2 separate regions of the Sus scrofa genome follow, and region 2 is linked to region 1. The links are chromatin contacts, called in public Hi-C maps. All regions are on one chromosome and are shown on one strand. The core of a region is the stretch at or near the end of the contact, and the rest is flanking DNA. Distances in the headings are between cores, read along the strand shown. Region 1 overlaps BMP6 (bone morphogenetic protein 6). Region 2 has its middle 60 kb from the start of TXNDC5.

The links. Hi-C and Micro-C count contacts between places; a contact is called where the count stands out from the background.
Region 2: a contact with region 1 is called in a Hi-C map of heart right ventricle, with 6 times the contacts expected there. The contact joins two enhancer-like sites. A contact is called at or near these places in 1 of 47 Hi-C or Micro-C datasets (heart right ventricle) and 1 of 2 datasets of contacts at active chromatin or transcription factors (skeletal muscle).

What each region holds. Positions count from the first base shown.
Region 1 is chr7:5,124,632-5,127,211 of Sscrofa11.1, forward strand. All of the region lies in intron 1 of BMP6 (bone morphogenetic protein 6), which reads left to right. Among named protein-coding and RNA genes, the nearest start is that of BMP6, 67 kb to the left of the region's middle. Within about 2 kb of position 1,285, at least 6 of the 83 cell types and tissues checked have an H3K27ac peak or open chromatin away from gene starts, as enhancers often do.
Region 2 is chr7:5,295,097-5,297,676 of Sscrofa11.1, forward strand. No RefSeq gene overlaps it. Among named protein-coding and RNA genes, the nearest start is that of TXNDC5, 60 kb to the left of the region's middle. Within about 2 kb of position 1,300, at least 15 of the 83 cell types and tissues checked have an H3K27ac peak or open chromatin away from gene starts, as enhancers often do.

The DNA of each region.
Region 1 (2,580 bases), core at 35-2,534:
CGCATCCCCCACCCCCCACCCTGTCTCCTTGGGAGACTGTAAGTTTTTCAAAGTCTGGGAGTCCGTATCTGTTCTGCAAAGAAGTTCATTGTGTCCTTTCTTTAGATTCCCCGTGTCAGTGACAGCCTTTGATGCTGGTGTCTCACTGTCTGACCGATTGCACTTAGCAGGGTCATTTCTAGGTCCATCCATGTTGTGGCAAATGCCGTTCTTTGTTTCATTTTGATGGCTGAGTCATCTTCCTTTGTGTAGATGACCACATCTGTCGATGGACAGGTTGTTTCCATGTCTTGACTGTTGTACATTGTGCTGCAGTGAACATTGGAGTCCGTGTGTCTTCTCGAGTCCTGGTTTTCTCTGGATAGAGGTCCTGTATTTTTTCCGTTTCAGTACACATGTCAACGTGTATCTTCAAACAGCTCCCTGACTTCTGAATTTAAACTCTAAAGATCAGAAAGGCAAGGGCCTTGCCGTGCCTTTGTCACCTGGTGGAAAGAAGACCCCCCGCCCTTATTATATCATTTCTCTTTGTTTTGAAGAGAAGTTTTCTGTACTTTTCTCTGCAGGGCTCTCCCTCAGGAATGCATTCTTGAATTACTGTCTTTTATTTGGAACCCCAGATGCTTCTACATGCACCCCCGCCCCCACTCCCATCAATGTGCTTTAAGACTCAGGAGCAGAAGGAGGAAAGAAGAATCAGCATAATTTCAGGCTCGTTGGGTTGAGGAAAGAATTTATTTGGAAGCTGAGGTTCTGGAAGTGTGATCTACTTTTCGAAACCAACCATCCATGCTCGTCCCTGCTCCAGAAAAATCTTTATCACCCCGCCCCGCCCCCCACCGCCAGGGATTTGTGGTCTCCAGTTGGGAGTTTGCTGATTTAGAGCACATGGCTTTGCAGCCGTCTCTGTAGAAAGAAAAGTCAAAGCCTCCAAAAACACTGTAAAAAGTAAAATTAACTGAAGAGGAGAGGGAAGCGTAACAATCACTAGTAAGATGCACAGAAGAGTCAGACCCATGAGACTGTGGTTCACATGACGCAGGGACAGTGCTGGAGGGGAGACAGACGGGCTGGCAAACACGCCGAGGCTTAAGGACAGCGGGTAACTCGCTCCTGGGAGGCTAGTTCCAAAATGTCTTGAGAGCTTCCTTTCTGGAAGTGCTCTGCTCTGGTAATCATTTCCCAGCTTGTAGGATTTCTTCAGAGACTCTCCCTGGCTGGCCTTTGCAGAATGACCCTTGTATCTTTTTAAGATACAGAGGATTCTTTAGGGCCCCTGCGGACCCTGGGCCGGTCTGCGGCGGCCTTGCCAGAACTGAGGGCCGTGTCTGTCACACCTGCCAGCTGGCCGGTGGCGGGGGGGGTGCTGCCGGGCTGGCCCCGTGTGTGACCAGTCCCGAAGGCATGGCTCAGGGTTCATCAGGCTTTCCCTTGAGGCCATGCCCTCCGTCCCTTGGGAGTGATGCCCTGGCTTTCAGGGGCGGCTTGTATGTTACCAGTCGCCTCACTCAGCGGCGTTTCGGAATCTGGGCCACTTGCTGGGATGCTGGCCCGGGACCGCGCACACACAGCTGTTCTTGCTGGTGCCTGTGTGTTTGTTCAAGTTTGTTTTCAAGCCTTTTCTGCACGTGGTCCCCTTGCTCCTGCCCCTTCGATGTTGGGAGAACTTTCCTAGCATCTGGCAGCCAGGGTCAGGTCGACGGTGCTGGCAGAGTCTCCCAGTGTCTTCTCCATCCCGGAGGCCTTTGTAGCAAAAGCAAAGCAAACCAGACGAACGCCTCCCCGGTCCTCTCTCACTGCATGTGAGATGCTGCTGTGTCTCCAGATGCTCCTTCCTGGAGGGTTTCCCACCACACGGCTAAGCTTCTTGAAGGAGCATCTCTTCCTCGTTGGCTCCTGTCACTCGGCAGGGCTCACCGCCTCTGCCCGCCAGTTCCAGGGCTCCCGTCTCAGACCCATGGGTCCTCCTTCCCCTGCACGGGTTCAAACTCCTGCTTTCTGCAGGCTCCTCCAGCAGCCTTTGGTCTGCGCTTCCCAGATCGCCTCCCCGCCCTCCGCCGCCTCTGGCTCCCTCTGCTGACACCCCCACCCGGCTCCCCCACGTTGGAGAATCCCCCCAGTATCACCCCGCCATCCTCGGGATGTTCTCATCACCCCGCCATCCCTGGGTCCTGGTGGCTGTGGCTCCTGCCCTTTGGGAGGCACGGTTGTCCCCTGGCTTCTCTACTCCCCTTCTTGGTCTTGCGTCTGCTCTCCCCTCTCCCGGCCCCCGCTCCCCCATCATTTGTTCAGGCTTAAATGTTCAAGTTCTTTGGGCTCTGCCCTTGGCCCACTTCACTGCCTTGCACTCTGCATGGAGACCTCACCTTCTCGCAGGGCTTCAGTTGGCTCTGAAGTGATGTCTGTTAACTCTGCTTTTTTCTCTCTCTCTTTTTTTTTTTTTAATGGCTGCACCTGTGGCATGTGGAGGGTCCCAGGTCAGGGTTTGAATCTGAACCACAGCTGTGGCAATGCCGATGGATCCTTTAATCCACTGAGCCAGGCCGAGGATCGAACCCATGCCTTTGCAGCAACCCGAGC
Region 2 (2,580 bases), core at 50-2,549, 170 kb after region 1:
TAATTAAATGCAAAAAGATTTTTTTAAGTTCCATTGGAACTTTCTAGCATGTAATTAAGCCACACGATAATGACAGAAACAAGGCTGCTCTTGGCTTTGGGTGTTGGGCGGACCATCTGTTTTGAGTCTTGTCTGTAGGACACACAAGATGTCGTGCCTCTGTATTCAGCCACCAGACGGGCTGGGATCACTGCCTGTGTAGACATCATCCAGCTGCAGGCTGACAGCAGAGGCTCTGCAAAGCAAAGTGCTGGCAAAGGGAAGCACATTCATTCCTGCACATTGAACAAATCCCGTCTGCCTGCTGCTGGAGCCCACAACAGGGCAGAGACGCTTCACAACAAGAGAGTCCTTTATTCTTGCGACTGGACGCCTAAAGGTTTGCCCTTGACCCGATCACACAGAGGGACAGAATAGAGTCCTTCTGCAGTGGATTTTTTTCTGTCTTTCTTTCATTCTTCTTTTGTGTGTGTGTGTGATTTAGGGCTGCACCCAAGGCACATCACGGTTCCCAGGCTAGGGGTTGAATCGGAGCTGTGGCTGCTGGCCTACACCACAGCCACAACAAGGCAGGATCCGAGCCTCGACTGCAACCTACACCACAGCTCATGGCAACACCGGATCTTTAACCCATGGAGCGAGGCCATGGATCAAACCTTCATCCCCATGGATGCCAGTCAGATTCTTCCCGCTGAGTCACGCCGGGAACTCGCTGCAGTGGATTTTGTTAAATGCATCTCGCCTTGCTCACCTGGACACAGTTCTCTATATTCCACCGCCTTTGCTTGCTCACATCCAAATCAACCCGCTCCACGCTCCTCTTGATCTTAAAATACAAGACAGAGGTACATGGGTGCAGTATTTCTTGAGTTGCATGGCTAAAGGAGACCCACAAGATGTCAGATTGGGAGCTGGGGCTAAATGAGAGTGGTCAGTGGTAGTTTATGTCTTCTGCCCCCCCCCCCCCCCGTGGAGGGATTCATTACCAGTTGGAGCCAAAGAAGGAAAGAGAAAGAGAAAAAAAGCATGAATTATTTCCTATCTATTCAGTCCTTCCCACAATCATCTGGGGTTTGCTGGTTCCACGAGACTGCCAGCTCCCCTGGAGGGGGGCTGAAGCCCAGTAATTCCCTTGGAGCCTGTTCTGTCCTGGGAATGGCTGGAACGGCGCAGTCGCAGAGGGTTGGCTTAATTTTGAACGACAGGGGCCCTCACTCTGGGTGCAAAAAAAAAAAGAGTGATGAGCTTTGCTGCCCAGGCAGGTCTGGAGCCCTTCCCTTGGCAGTGGCTAATCCTCATGATTCAGAGGAAGCACTGTCGATTCTTTAAAGTGGACCTCGCCAATTGTGTCATGTTTATTCTGAGGCATTGGAAGAAGCCAAAAAAAGAAGGGAGGGTTGGGGAGAAATTCCTTCCTTTGCACCGATCAGCTTACATCCTGCTCCACCAGGAGTGATTGCCCTTATCTTTTCTTGCATAACTACAAGTGTTATGACTGCACAGAAGTGACCAGACTTCCCCCGCCGCGCCCCCACCCCCCAAAAAATCCGGCCACAGTGTTTGACTCTATGACTGCCTGTGGCGGTGAATTCCTTAGCCTGGCCACACGCGGTGGGAAAAGCTTTGTCCTTTGACTTATTCATGGACCAGTCCTTCATGCCATTAGATGTCCCCTTGTTCTTAGGGGAGCGGATGGGGAAAAAGAAAAATCTGTTCCTTTTGCATCAGCCCGTTCATTTAGGCAGACGTCACTGAATGTAAATACCCTTCAATGTCTTTTTCTCATATTGCACAGGCCATTTAAAAAATTCCTTTTTAAAAATTAGCTCATTGGACTTCCCATTGTGACTTGGCGGAAAGGAACCCAACTAGTATCCGTGAGGATGCGAGTTTGATCCCTGGCCCGGCTCAGTGGGTTAAGGATCCGGCATTGCCATGAGCTGCAGTGTCAGTTGGACCCAGAGTTTCTGTGGCTGTGGTGTAGGCTGGCAGCTGCAGCTCCGATGGGACACCTAGCCCGGACTTCCATAGGCCACACCTGTGGCCCTTAAAAAAACACACAAAACACATAGCTTATAAAAAATTAAATACATTTTACCAATTAAAATTCAGGCACTACAATGCATAGAAAGAGTAAGTATCTCTCCCACGGTAGATGCTTATCTCCCCAGTCCCTACCTCCAAGCCAGCCACTATTACCAGCCACTAGTGTAAACTCCTGGCATATTCAAGCCCACGTGTGTGTGTGCATTTCCTCCTTTTAAAATACATTTTCATATAGCAATGTGTTTTGGAGATCATTCCATTTGGTCATAAATAGTACTGTGTCACCCTTTTTCGTGGCTGTGTAGTATTCTTGTTAGAATACATAATGATTTCTTTAACCAGGTCCATACGGATAGATACTTATGTTTCCAGCAGTTTACTCATATAGGAGAAACTCCAACAAAGAGCTTTGTATACATGTCTTCATATACAAATACAAGTATGTACATTTAAAATGCTGATAGGAGTTCCTGTCATGGCTCAGAGGAAACGAATCTGACTAGAAACCATGAGGTGGCGGGTTCAGTCCCTGGC